3 separate regions of the Mus musculus genome follow, and regions 2 and 3 are each linked to region 1. A link is a contact called in public HiChIP or PLAC-seq data. All regions are on one chromosome and are shown on one strand. Each heading gives the region's core, a stretch centred on a gene start, on an enhancer-like site or on the middle of the called end of the contact. The rest is flanking DNA. Distances are from core to core; before and after follow the strand shown.

What was found. HiChIP or PLAC-seq counts read pairs in DNA pulled down with a chosen protein or histone mark.
Region 2: a contact with region 1 is called in a CTCF HiChIP or PLAC-seq map of the NIH/3T3 cell line, with 5 read pairs. The contact joins two enhancer-like sites. A contact is called at or near these places in 1 of 15 datasets of contacts at CTCF or cohesin (the NIH/3T3 cell line) and 2 of 484 Hi-C or Micro-C datasets (embryonic fibroblasts and nephron progenitors).
Region 3: a CTCF HiChIP or PLAC-seq map of the NIH/3T3 cell line shows a contact between it and region 1, with 5 read pairs. The contact joins the promoter of 1700064M15Rik here to the enhancer-like site in region 1. A contact is called at or near these places in 1 of 15 datasets of contacts at CTCF or cohesin (the NIH/3T3 cell line) and 10 of 115 datasets of contacts at active chromatin or transcription factors (bone marrow-derived macrophages, differentiating embryonic stem cells, embryonic basal ganglia and 6 more).

The regions. Positions count from the first base shown.
Region 1 is chr12:99,061,062-99,065,921 of GRCm38.p6, reverse strand. All of the region lies in intron 2 of Gm40554 (a long non-coding RNA gene), which reads right to left. Among named protein-coding and RNA genes, the nearest start is that of Gm40554, 39 kb to the right of the region's middle. Within about 2 kb of position 1,936, at least 29 of the 459 cell types and tissues checked have an H3K27ac peak or open chromatin away from gene starts, as enhancers often do. A contact at or near this core is called in the NIH/3T3 cell line and embryonic fibroblasts, where this site is marked.
Region 2 is chr12:98,281,130-98,285,989 of GRCm38.p6, reverse strand. No RefSeq gene overlaps it. Among named protein-coding and RNA genes, the nearest start is that of Gpr65, 15 kb to the right of the region's middle. Within about 2 kb of position 2,364, at least 137 of the 459 cell types and tissues checked have an H3K27ac peak or open chromatin away from gene starts, as enhancers often do. A contact at or near this core is called in the NIH/3T3 cell line and embryonic fibroblasts, where this site is marked.
Region 3 is chr12:99,625,021-99,629,880 of GRCm38.p6, reverse strand. 1700064M15Rik (RIKEN cDNA 1700064M15 gene) reads left to right here and starts at 1,907. Exons shown (of 2, transcript NR_045288.2): 1 at 1,907-2,275; 2 at 3,553-3,828.

The DNA of each region.
Region 1 (4,860 bases), core at 687-3,186:
GGGAATGGGTATCATTAGCTGCTAGCCATTCTAAGAAAGGCTTAATTGAGATAATTCATATACTGTACAATTCCCCCCACTCGATACATATGGATTTCATGGTTCTGATGAATCCGCAGTTGTGCATTTATGAGCTGATAAGAGTTAATGACACCTTTTCATTTCCTCTCCACCACTCTGACGAGCACCCTGTAGCCATTCTACCACCCCTAGCTTTCTCTCTTTCCTTCCCCACATAGTCTCCAGACGTTAGCAGCCTGCCTCTTACACTGTAGGTTTGCCACTTAGGACGTTACAATAGAAGTGATATCAAATAAAATGTGGTCCATTGTGACTGGCTTCTTTCACAGCACGCTCTCACCAAATTTCATGCTGGCTATAGGGCGCACCCATAAGTTCTTCATCTCGTTATTGTTTTTAGATCAATACTCTACTGCACAGATATGTCTCACTGGTTTACCCACTTTTTAGTTGATGGGCTATTACAAACAACACAGCAGCGGGCACCTGAAACAAGTTTGAAGTGAACACATGCTTTTATTTTTCTTGGGAGTCGGATTTCTGACTCATGTGACAACTGGACACCTGCCCTTTTGATGAGCTGTCGGACTTTTCTGAAGTAGCTGTGCCATCTGATGTCACCACCACCCCGCCCCCAGCAGTACCAGAGGACTTTCCATTTTGCTGCGTCCTTACCCTGTGTATTGTTAGTAATCCTTTGTATGGCAATGGATGTGGAATTGCACCTCCTCTACCTGTTGACAAATGATACTGAGCCTCTCTCATCGTTGGCCACTTATCTTTCATCCTTGTGGAAGCATCCATCTGGATCCTTGGCCAAGTGTTCAAACTGGGTCATTCATCTTTTTAAGACGGAGTTGTGAGAGTCCTTTCTGTATCCCGTATACAAAGTCCTTTACTGGATATGTGATTTGTAAATATTTTCTTTCATTTTGTGTGTTACCTTTTCATTCCACTGGTCCTGTCCTTGAATGCTTATTTGATGTCCACCAATGACAAATGTCTGCCTTTTGCCTTTATTGCCTGTGCATTTAGTGTCATATCCAATAAATCACCACTGAAGAGTTACATTCACTTAAATGAGCTATAAATCATTTAAATGACTTTCCAAAGCCTAGATTCTGTCCCAGGTCTTAAGGGCCTTGACCCTATCTATGTTCCTTATTTTCATGTTTATCCCTTTAACAACTCTTCCTCTATTTAAGGTGTCCTAGGCCTGTCTCAACTCTTCAGAACAAAAGGGGACAACTGAGACATCCTTCATCTTTGTGCTCAGGATGCTATTACCATGCCAACAGCACTGGAGCTTCTGTGCACACCCTAAGGACACATGGAACTGAATGACTGGGGAGCCGCTGTCTCAGAAGCGTCCCCTTGTAGGTCCACCACATACATCACCGTATTAAGATATCCAAGGAGGGAGCTTGCAATAAAGAAGCCACTTTGACTCTGTTTAGTGGTTGAGTCAGGTACATGTTTCAGCGGGCCTTCCATTCTCAGCATTAACATGCCCAGGAATGTATCATTAGTTTAGGTTTCCTATATCCCTTTCAACTTTCTCCAGTAGCGATACCTTCCTTATACTTTGCATGGTCCCTGACTTTCCACTCACTTTCCAATAATAAAGTATGACAGTGCCAGTGGGCTTCATAGTAACTACAGAGGAGAGTTAAGTTGGTTGACAAATGGAGGCGCAGGTAAAGAAAGAGAGGGGCACACGGCGGATGAAACTGGTCTGTGACATGTGCCCGGATGGCGCTATCTTACTGCTGACTCACTTCCAGATGTGTCCCGGGAATGCTTGTCTTATTGCTGACTCACTTCCAGATGTGTCCCAGGAATGCTTGTCTTACTGCTGACTCACTTCCCGGAGACCCTGATCAACCTCTCTGCAGGAACCTGATGAGTAACGCATAGCTCAGACAGTGCCTGGGAAAGCAAGTGCCTTTCTTCCTCAGGATGAAGATGGCAGTTGGGTACTGTCAAGTCCAAGTTGGAGAAAATGCCCCTTCCTTCCTGACTCTGTGCTGGGACCTGGGAACATGGATGCTCTGACACGCCACCCACAAGCAGCCAGTGTTCATTTGGGAAATAGACAAAAATGCTCTGTCATTATATTTTCTCCAAGGAGGGCCTCAGTTAATATGTAGACGTTTGTTTCCAAGTGCGCTCCTCCGCCTCCCTCTCTTCCCTCCCTCCCCCCTTCTCTGTGTGTGCATGCTAGAGTCTGATGATATTATAGGGAGGAAGAACCTTACTGTGTGGATCTAATTAAAACAAAAATACCACTTCTTTTTTTTTTATTTTGAAAGCATTTGGCTGATGTTAATGAACCATCTGGGGCTGATTTGATGGTTACTCCAGGGGCTTTGGCAAATAAAAGGGGGTGGGAGATTCCAAATTGGGTATCTTTCAAGCCTGATAGTTGGACTTTAGTTAGAACAAAGTCAGTGGAAAGCAACTCAAACTGGCTTAACGTGAAAAGCCTGCAATTACTCTGCTCCAGCTTGGGGTTCTGAACCATATTCGGGCAGGGAGCCTGGAGCCAGGCACCGGTCATGCCCAGCTTGGCTCTGTCTGTTCCTGTTGAGGGGCAGCATCCTTAGGTGGACAATGCTTGCTCTGGACCTCTCTTTTAGTTGGCTGGGGCTTTGTCAAATATGCTTCAGGAAGTCGCAGGCGGAGACTGTTAGGTAAGTCACGGGATCTTTCTGTGTGATTGGTCTAGACCCCTCCGGTTCCTTTTCTAGTGAAGCCACATCTAGTAAATTAGAATGTTAGCTGTTAGGGAGATGTGGTCACAGAAAGTGCTTGGCCACTCTTAAGTGATGGCCAGTAACAAAAGCATGAAGCAGCCCTGAGAACCCCGTCCTGTTTGGTGCTTTATATAATGCTTTCATAGGATTGTAACTCATGAATTGAAAGATGCCCAAAATAAAGAATTCACAAAGTCAATGAATTTTAACCAGCTACCTTTTCACTCACTACCCACACCAAGAGAAAGACACACACAGAGAGAGAGAAAGAGAGAGAGAGAGAGAGATCCCTCTCTGACTTACATCCTTTCAAAGTTCTCCACAAGTTCCGAGTTTATCGGAGGAAGCATCTGTATTAATGGACCAACAGATTGGAAAAGGTACAGAGAGAGGCTTCTCTGTAATGGGTCTGTTTGTTTGTTTGTTTTAAGTGCCAAGAGTAAAATTTGTTTCTAAACTGGTTTCAAATCCATGCGTATTTTCGAGGCACTGACTAGAAGAGGGACATAGAGAAAAGGCAGAAGCTAGAGTCTGTTCTATCCTTGCTTGGAAGTCTGATCTTGATAAGCAAAGAATGTAATTAAAATGGATTACAGACTATTAAACACACACAAGAACAAAATGATTGCAGTGTGTGCATGCCAGTAATTAAAGCTTTAGAGGAGGAAAAAGTCACCATCACTTAAAATGATTATCTGTCAAGGTTAGTAACAAATATTGACATGCAAGCTTTCCCCCCCTCCCTGTTCTTGCTTCTTAGAGGCAGGCACTCAGCAATTAGTGGCATATATTCCAGAATCAATATGGCCTCGGGTCCAAAGCAGAGGGATCCATACATTTTAAAATGAGTGGACAGAGTGGCAGACAGGCTCCATGGAAAAGAACTGCTGCCAGGATCATTCAATTAGGGCTTCAAAGACAAAGAGGAGCCAGTCAGGGCAGCGTCTCCTTAAGTGGGTTTATCTCAAAGATGTTCTTATGATAACCACAGGGAGAGACTTCTTCACATCAGTGGATTCCATACTTTATCTTTACTATTAAAACAACTGAAGGTAGGAAGTGGAGTGTTCCTTAAAAGTTCAGTGACTCAGTGGCTCAGTGACCAGAAGCCTGGGCTCTGCGGCCAGACTTCAAAATCAGTGGATTCAGATTTCAAAATCATCAATTTTCCTAACAGATTTTGGGCAAGTTGGTTTTTTTTTTGTTTTTTATCTCTTTGCTCCCTTTTCTGTAAAATAAAGTAATGATCAAATCTACCTTATAAGATGCTAAAAAGAACAAATGAGATCTTGTAAGCAAGAGTCGTGGTATACAGTAAGGATTCAAAATGCAGGCACTGTTGCATTAGGAAGGACAGGCTGGGTTATGACACAGTGACATGCAAGCCCCAAGATCTGCCGGCTTTACTCAATGAGCTAAGTTTCTCAGTCAAGCTATGTCTTTCCCACAGGGCAAAGGGGGAGGGGCAGACTAGGACTATGCTACTCTGAAGCCAAGCACTTCAAAAGAATGCCAAATGGAACATCACAGAGACAAAAGATGCCCACCTAGGTGTTTCATTGCTACCACCAAAGAGAGATAAACATGACTTATAACCTATCTCACTGGGCATCAACTAGTAGACTGAGCATCAAGTAGTCTCTAAAACATTAACAGCACAAAGAACTGTATTTAGGGAGGGCTTCATCTCCGTCATATGTATTTTCACCACCACCAACAACAACACCACTGTCTTTGTCCTTGTTGTTGTTGTTGTTGTCATCGTCGTCATCATCATCATCGTCGTCGTCGTTGTCATCATCATCATCATCAATGTTATAGGTCTGTAGGGGTTTTGCCATGTGAAATTGGAGAACATTTAAACCTATGACACAGCCGAATCCTCAAAGACTTCAATCACTTCATCCAATACTCATGCTGAAGTAACGTTATTATATTAGACCACAATGATGGACCTGACCAAGTAAGGACTTCCCTCCCATGGACCGACCATCCAGTACAATAATGACACAAGTGAATAAGTACAGCAATCCCTATAGCAGGCATCACTGACAATGGCAGCTAGTGGGTGTCAGTGCTGAAG
Region 2 (4,860 bases), core at 1,115-3,614, 780 kb after region 1:
ATTGTGATGGCCCAGGAAAAGAACATTCATGCCTAAACCTAGGGCAGACATTGTTGGGGGTTCAGGAGTTGCCACAGAAACCACACAAACACCGATCTCAGTCAGACAGGGAGCGTTTATTGAGCACAAACCCTAGGACTCATCTGTCAAGGCCATGGTCCAGACTCAGGAGCTGAACTGTGACACTAAGTTAAGATCCTACAGGGTTTTTAAGCCTAAATTCCACAAATATCTGTGTTAAGCTATTCTACCAATAAGAATTTAGGGATAGGAGACTCTGTGTTGTACACTTCTACTGTTCCCAGTGGTTGGGGTATTTAACTGTGGCAGGGGACTTACCTTGTTTAACATTCATGTCTCAATTGGTTAACCATGATGACATTCATGTCTTAAGTTGCCAACCAGGATGTCAGTTACCCCAGGTATATATAGTCTTTTTCTGCCAAATACAGTGTCAGTTTCCAGGAGGTCTTGGGAACTTAAACTTTATATGACCCCTACTCAAAATGGAAGTCTTATTTCAAATAGTTTCCTATATTGGTGCACATGTCTCTCCTATACTGGGTTTATCCCAGGGGCAGTTTACAAAGCAAATACCGTAAAAGCTTCCACAGGTGCAGGAAGTGCTACTGGGTGGTTGGTTTGGGTCCGAGCTTCTTGTGGGTAACTATACAAAAGCAGTTCTATTGACTTCTATGGAGATTGGTTTCCAAGAGCACAGAACATAACAGAATGTGTAACCAACTTAGGCATGAGAGAGTTTCCTAGTAACAGCAGAAACAACATATGAGAGAATTGCCTTATAATATTAGCAACAGCACAAAATGGCAGACTAGCCAGGTAATTGTTACCTCGGCTTTAACATTCCTTCTAAGACTTAATATTTTACCTAGACCTTAACAGATATAACCTTCAAGGATTTATCCTAGTGATATACTTCAATAGGTAGGCCTTGTATCCTAAAGGTCCCGCAAACTACCAAAAACAGAGCCATCAGCTGAGGACCTTATATCCAAGTAGTTCCACAAACTACCAAAGTAACACCACCACCATGCTCAGACGCCCGAGCCTGTGTGAGAGATTTCACATTCAAACCGTAATATCCAGGATATCAAAGGCAAAGGTTTAGTAAGGGTTCTTCCAGGACGTCAGTTAATGAGTCTTAATGAGGGCTGCTAACTTTATGAGTTAGAGGTGTCCTTGTTTCTCTCTCATTTGGACCTCACCTGCCCTGCTTATTCAACAATGAGACACTATAACATCGCCTCACTTCCATGTTCCAATTTCCACTAGGGAAAATCTGACTCAGATTGGGTTAAATGAAGAGGTCTGTTTGGTTCATACAATTATCCTATGCCGAGACTCACCACTTTAGGAGTCAGTGTCAGGTTTCAGGTTCTTTTTTTTTTTTAAGGTATTTAGCTCATTTACATTTCCAATGCTATACCAAAAGTCCCCCATAACCCCCCCCCACTCCCCTACCCACCCACTCCCCCTTTTTGGCCCTGGCATTCCCCTGTACTGGGGCATATAAAGTTTGCAAGTCCAATGGGCCTCTCTTTGCAGTGATGGCCGACTAGGCCATCTTTTGATACATATGCAGCTAGAGACAAGAGCTCCGGGGTACTGCTTAGTTCATATTGTTGTTCCACCTATAGGGTTGCAGTTCCCTTTAGTTCCTTGGGTGCTTTCTCTAGTTCCTCCATTGGGGGCCCTGTGGTCCATTCAATAGCTGACTGTGAGCATCCACTTCTGTGTTTGCTAGGCCCTGGCATAGTCTCACAAGAGACAGCTATATCTGGGTCCTTTCAGCAAAATCTTGCTAGTGTATACAATGGTGTCAGCGTTTGGAAGCTGATCATGGGATGGATCTCTGGATGTGAGGTAACCCAATCACAAAGGAACTCTCACAATATGTACTCACTGATAAGTGGATATTAGCCCAGAAACTTAGGATACCCAAGATATAACATATAATTTGCTAAAAACATTAAACTCAAGAGAACGAAGACCAAAGTGTGGACACTTTGCCCCTTCTTAGAATAGGAAACAAAACACCCATGGAAGGAGTTACAGAGACAAAATCTGGAAGTGTGACGAAAGGATGGACCATCTAGTGATTGCCATATCCAGAGGTTTCAGGTTCTTTAAGCTTTCTTCTCTTCTACTTGTTGCTACTTCCTGGTAACAAACTGACCACAAATATTTCAGGCATCTTTGTGGCACATTGTATCACCACCAGGAGGCAGAGAAAGAGCCTTTTGGGCATGTAAGCAGCTCAAGTCACATACCTACCACTGAGCCACTCATTGCAGCCAGGAGACTAAGCTGACTAATTTAGCAACTAACTGCATATTCCATCCCTTGAGCTAAAACCATACTTGCGGCCTTTAGTCATCCCCAAAGAAGCGTCTCTTTGGTAAGCAGAGCTACACGACTCACAGGAATGTGTCTGTGCCCTGGCTCCTACCCAATTTTGCCAGTGAGCCCCTTGCCCTGGTATTCGGGGAGGTAGGAAATACCAGAGATACTTACAGGGTCACTAAAAACTAAAGTTCATTGTCGCGGTGATAGTACAGGAGGAAACAAACCAAACGCCCCCCTCTTCGTTTTTATTTAGCATTTTGTAAATCTCGCTTACTCTGGTGTAAACCTCAAAGAGGAAGGACAGTTCAGTAATGACTGAAGTGGAATTTCCCATAGGTCAGCATGTGGTCTGGAAGCTATAGCTGACAAAGATAATGCAATTGTGTGTGTGTGTGTGTGTGTGTGTGTGTGTGTGTGTGTGTTACCAACAGAGCCTGATGCCACCATGTAAGCTACAATGAATTTCATGGGTCTGTGGACTATTAAAAATCAGGAGGGGGTGTCAGAGGAATGGTTCACAGATTTAAGAGCACTGGCTGCTCTTCCAGAGGGTGCGTTTCTCAGCTCACAGTCATCTGTGAGTCTAATTCCGGGGGATCTGATTTTACTCAGGCACCAGGCACACATGTATAATGCACAGACATACATAGGCAGGCAAAGGAAAAACAGTTTTCCTGAGTCAGGCTGGTGGTTGGGATTCCATGCTGAGCACGCCCACTACTCCCAAGGCTAGAGAACTGAATCATCGGGCACGCCTCTACTACTTTACTCCGACAGACAGTAAAGACGTCGAGGTCTTCTAGAGGGAAAATTATTTCAAACTTATTTTCCTTGTGATCTTTACAACTTTCAGCTCAAGAGGGGTCCAAGCCATAGGCTCGCTAGGGTCCTCATTCCCTCAAAGCTACCTTGATGTACAACACTCTAGGCTTTCAGCGGCCCGGAGACCTTCATGGCAGAGGCCTGCCTCAGTGGGCCACAGGGCTACACAGGCTGAGTCTCCCTCAGAGGAGCCTGAGCTTCAGCTGTAAGGAGAGAGCCCCAGCCATCCTTAGTCTTGTTTATTCCCCCCTTCCTGCCAGGCTTCAACCGGGACAGAACCCTGTCTATTGGAAATGAAATTTCCATACAGAAGGAGAAAATCATTTTTTTCCTGTAATTTGTAAAGCTTGTGAAAAAGACACTATCATGATTTTTAAATCAAGTAGTGGGACATTTAAAAAAGCAATAAAGATATTTTCATAAAAAACTTTCAGCTTAAATGTGAATATCCATAAAGGATTTTGGAATCATGCCAACACACACACACATACACACACACATACACACACACACACACACACACACACACACAGAGAGAGAGAGAGAGAGAGAGAGAGAGAGAGAGCAATTGAAACTGAATCATTATCCTTACTCCACAATAATTGTAACAACTCATGAGATCATCCAGGTGAAGGTAGGAGCTATTCTGAAATTCCAACCACAGCTTTCAGTTGCCATCAGCCACATCTTAGTGTCAGCAAGTCTTGGAGACAGGATCAGAAATTTTAGGATGATTCTGAAATGAATTCTTTTAGAAGGATATTTATAGGCTCAGTCAAATATCCAAGAACTTTAAAATACTAAGATCTGGAAATATTTTCATGGCATGGTAAAGTTAGAAAAATGTCTTGGTTTTGGATTTTTGAAATAGCTCACATTTCCCAATTAATGAGGTGTATATTTTTATTTGAAAGCTGGAATTGAACAACATGGAGGCCGTAGTTCATTCATCTATTTCTAGTGTACATGAAGTTTGTTAGTGTGTGTGTGTGTGTGTGTGTATGTGTGTAAGAGATATTTGTGTGGTGTCTGTAAGAGTATGTGTCTGAGCATGAGTGCAAAGAAGCCAGAAGACACTGGGGATCCTCGTCTCTCACTTTCTGCTTTATCCCTTCAAAGCATGGTCTCCCTGCATCTGGAGCCTGTGTGTTTCAGTCTCAGTGGTCCACTTATTTCCAACCTTGCTGCAACATCAGCATTCCAAGCACACATGAAACCACACCTGACATATTACATGGGTGCAAGGATTCAAACTCAGGTCTTTTGAGTTGTACAGCAAAGGCTGTTAATTTCCTTGCCATCTCTACAGCCCCTGGTTTGCTTCTTGAACACCGAATTGAAACATCATTTGAGGAACTGTAACCTACTTTGAACGTGTAAATAGCCATTGGTGTTTTGTGAAAGGCGTCTGAAAATTATAAGCAGAAGAAAAACAGGTCGCAGGCTATTATATGTTTAATTATACGCAAAAGCTGCTAAATTAGAACATGATGACATTACTGTTCTTTGTCGGAGGACGGATTTAAGCGTTTCAAAATAACAGATGCCAGTTTGTGTGAGCTGTGATCTAACAATAATTAAAAATTTAAAACTGCAAATATACTGAATTGCATCTTGAGCTCAGCACAGTCATTTCATAATAGCAGGTTCACATGCAAACTGCCTACAACA
Region 3 (4,860 bases), core at 658-3,157, 560 kb before region 1:
ACCATACTGTCAGAAGAAACCAACCCTGAGGAGGAGGCAGGACTACTGACACATGAAGGGACAGGAAGGCAGATGCTGATACTCAGCTAAACCACCAGGGTGATACTAGCTTCCTCCATACCCAGGCTGAACTCAAAATAAGCCAGTTGGAGCAACCACTGTGTAACGGAGACATGGTTGCAAAGAGCTCTGATTTCTCAAGGAATCGGTGTCGGCTCACTTGGTCAACCGAGCTCAGTGTTGGCTCAGTCAGACTGAGCCACCTGGCTTAGCAGAGGGCTCTTAGAAGACGATAGTAATTGGGTAGATCGATATTAGTTATTGCTTTGGACCAACTGTAGAATCAGTGGCTATGGTTTAATCTCACTAAATCTGTCACCAGTTAGAACCTTGAATAATTTGTGGCAGAGTGGAATAGACTTACCTTGTGGGGTGGAGGGGTGGGGGTGGCGAGATAGACTGTAATGGGTGCTATAGGTAGTCTCTTCCCATCCTGCCAGGTCCCACCCAGCCCCCGAGTGTTTAGATGCTTTACTGCTCACATCTCGGACTTCCAACTTCCGACAGAGGACTTCCTTTCTTTATTTTACAATAGTTAATTCATCCTGGCCCAGCCAAGGTCCCAGAACACTAGGTGTTTATGCTCACAAGGTTCCATGCAGCCAAAGATGGCTGCAGGGATGGAGGCGGGGCTGGGGTGAGGGAGAGAGAAAACTAACAATGGTTGTACAAGGGATACCCTTGCTGTGAAATGGATGCTTTGGGTCAAGCTGTGGCTGGATCTTCACCTTAAATTATTACTCTTTAGCTTGGCTCCTCACCACTCCCCCTATAATAGTTTCTGCTGGAAGCACTTCCTTAATAAATAGCTTGCACACATATCCATGACAACCCAACAGTTCCCTAGGAAAAATAAATAAATGATAAATAGGTAAACTTTGTGGACATAGTTTAGTAGAAAACAATTTTTTACACCCCTCCTTCCAAGGATCTACCCCAACACGGGATAACCACAACCAGCGAGTCAGTCTTTGGTTACCATTTTCTCTCTTTACTAAGAATTTCGAGTTTCTCATTGTGCCAGGAGTACTTTACAGACAGGGACATCTGCAAATTATCAGGGATGCATCCCAGTGTAAACCGTTTGTCCAAAGGTATTTTGGCCATCTCTGATTTCAAGTTCTCAATCCTCTTGTCAGACCTTGTTCCAGACAGCATGTCCCAGTTGGTGTGGGTATGCGTGCTTGGACAGCAGAGAGAATGGGGGTCTAGCCAAGAGGCAGCCTAGGGGGAAATTTGAGCAATCTAAAAAAACTGGACCTCATGAGTATCCTGTCCCATCCACCCAGCTGTTTGACCTTGGCTACACTTTATGTTAAATGAATTAACTAACCTCTATATCATAAGATTTTTATTTAAAAGAATTAGATGACATACAGAAAGTGCTTTGCACATCTCCTGGTTGAACGCAAGACATGGATCCGGCTAGAGAGGAAAGAACAGTGGGTTAGGAAGCCTTCCAGGGACTTTAGGGACTTTTAAATCAGATCAAGTGAGGACAGACGAGGAGGGAGGGGAGAGGAAACAAAACAGAGGTGTTTCCTCCCCAGAAAGGGCCACATTGCTCCTGGGTCAAGGAAAGTGGACCTCATGAGGGCCAGGAAGGGGCGACTCTCTCCAAAGGAAGAAGCTCTGAGACACTGGGCCACCACGTGGCCGTCAACCCTACCCCCACCTCCACCCCCCACCTCAGTCACCACCAGGCAGAAGTAGGTGAAGGGTGGAAGCCCAGAGACCGCGCCGCGGAGGCGGACGCCCGCTGCAGGTCTCCTAGCAACGCCCGCCCCGCCCCGCCGGGCTTGGAGCGCCGGCGCCCGAGAGCGGGGACCGGCAGGCCATGGTTGCCATGGCAGCGCAGCCGCCGCGCCTGATGCTGGCGGCTTCTGCGAGAAGCTCGGGCCCTGAGCCCCGTGTGGGCGGCCCGGCGGCAGCCCCAGCTCGCCCAGAATGGCCCAGCCACCGAGTCGCCCCTCCGGCGTAGCCGGATCCCGTGCTCCGGTCCACGTCTACGGGGGCGGGTCACGGCTTGGAGACTTTCAGTTCCTGGGGACCGAGTTGATCTTCCCGGCAATGTCTAAACTCGGCAGAAACGTGCGTGCGCGCTCCCTCACGCGCACACACCAGCGGCCTTGAGGCTGTGCTTCTTTTACGCAAATGTTTTCTCCTGAAAGACTTTTTTTTTTTTAAGTCTAAGAAAGAGTATATGCAGAAAACGGTGAGGCTTCCAAATTCTGTCTTCGAAAACAACGTTGAAATAAATGATCCATTTCTTAAGGGCCATTTTAAAATCGAAAATGTCCGTATACTGGATTCTGAATCCGGACTGGCAATCTGCAGTGGGCTTCACCCGGAGAATCCGGTTAGAGGTTTTAAAATTTAAACCGTTTACACCACCCCACTCCGCCCCTTGCTAGGGCAATAGTCTCGCTAGGGCAGGAGAAGCCACTCGCATATACAAAGCTCATTCTCTGGCTTGAGAGTATTTTTAACTGAGGCGGAGTCAGTCACGTGTTTGTGATTTTAATCAAATTGACAAGGGCTCTGAACAGGAAAAGCTTGCCATCTAAATTCGAACACAACGTTAGGGACATAGTGAAGCAGCCTCTTTGGTCTTGTTTGAATCAGAGCTTTTCACATCTTAATGTTCTGCATATATTTTCCTCGATCCACTGCAACTGGAAAATTTAAATGAAAGCCTATTTCTTAGATTCATTTTTATGGTAAATGTCTCTGGGCTGAGATTATGCATATTCTCGATCAACAAGAAACCCGAGCAGCAATCACCGGGAATTGAGCACCTTGCTGATTGAGCAACACTTGAACCTGGAGGCATGAACAGCCCTAATCTCAAAGTGAAAATCCTTCACGGTATATTTCAAAAGAATATTTACAGCTAACCTTTTCCACTCCGAAGGATCATTCACTTGCAACTTTCTTACCCATCGCTTTGTCAGAGTAATCGCTTTTAAAAACTACTTTTTACCGATTTTTTTAGTTTGTAGCTGGTGAGATGATCATATAAAAAGTATTTATGGGGACGCAGATGAAATGACTCAGCAGGTAAAGGTATTTGCCGTGCGAGCCAGACAAGTCAGTAGGACCCCTGGAAGCCATATAAAGATGGAAGGAGAGGACGCAGGCCCAGGTGCATCTGTACCCACACACAGTGATGGCTGATGTCGGTGACTGAGTTTTTAAAGTATAGCCAGATATGGTGGAACATGCCTGTAACTGTAACACTGTGGGGAGGCAGAAGCAGGAAGTCCACTGCAGGTTGGAGGTCAGCCTGGTCTACACAGCTAGACAACGTCTAAAACAACAACAATAACAAAAAAGAGCACAGTTTTAAGAAATTGCTGTGTAGCCAAGGCTAGCCTTGAACTCTCCTGCTCTCCTACTCCACAGGAATGCACCACCGTGTCTAGCTATGAAACAAGGTGTATGGACACATGCATAGCTATTCTCTGACTCTTAGTCATTTTCTCCTTTCAGGGTCAAAACAGAAGAGCAGTATCATTTACATGGTGGAGGGGAGAAGATTAATTCTGAAAGCGCAACCAAGCATCTGAAAACAACAGTCTCCTGTTTAGCTAGTATTGGAGGAGAAAAATAACCAACCTACGCTACTATGTATACTTGATAAATTTTTCATGGAAAGGGTGAATCAGTGAATCGACTTCGGATTTGCTGGTTTAAATATGTTGATTGTTGAAACGACAGTGAATGTTATCATTAAATTAGCCCTTGTTAATGTTTTCTCTTTGGTAATTCTCGCCATCTCTCTGACTGTTCATTCATTATCCCACAGCTCTTTCTCACAAAGGTTATACATTGGTATGGGCCCAGAAAACTTGACTGCAGGATATTGGAAAGTGTCTGCAAGTGTTTGGCAATTAGAATTACCCAGATCAGCTCTTTAACTGCTGGGTTAGATGTTGTTATTGTTGTTGTTTTGGGGTGTTTTTGGGTTTTGGGGGGGTGTTTGTTTGTTTGTTTTTAATTTTTCAGATGAAAGCTGAGTTGTACATCTTAGTTAGCCCAACTGTCAGTTCAGGGGAGCCCACAGGATTTATGCATGTCCTATTTTATTAACAATCGACAACTCAGAGGACCTCACTAGATGGTCTACATAGTTTCCTGACGTGGAAACGAACTGCTGGCAGCTGTCAAAGTTGACTTCAGGATTGCAAGGTTCCTGTCTTATCATTTATAGTTATTGTTTCCTTGGGAACCTAATATTTATCAAACATTGGATCCTTTCTCACATTCTCCTTCCCTCTTCCTCAAATCACCAGCAACCTTCAGTGCTAAGTATCTTATCATTACTGCAGCCTACTGGCCTCCTATCTAATCCCGTTCTAAACTCGCTCTTTGCCTTATCTACACAGCTTTCATCTTTCAGAGGCTTATCCTAATATGAACTGCTTAACCTTTCTTCGTTTTCCCAGATTTCTCGACTTTCATTCATTTGCCTATATACCTTCCTGCTTCCCGTTTCACCTCTCAGATAGTGCAACGAAATAAAGCAAAACGCTTATCTTGTCACCTCAGACACGCTCCTGTTCCCACAAAATGTGCAGTATTCTTGCTGAGCTCATACTTAGCGCTCCCTCTCTCTTTTAAAAAGATTTATTTATTTTATTTATATGAGCACACTGTAGCTGTCTTCAGACACACCAGAAGAGGGTACTGGATCCCATAATAGATGGTTGTGAGATACCATGTGGTTGCTGGGAATTGAACTCAGGACCTCTGGGAGAGCTGTCAGTGCTCTTAACCACGGAGCCATCCCATACTTAG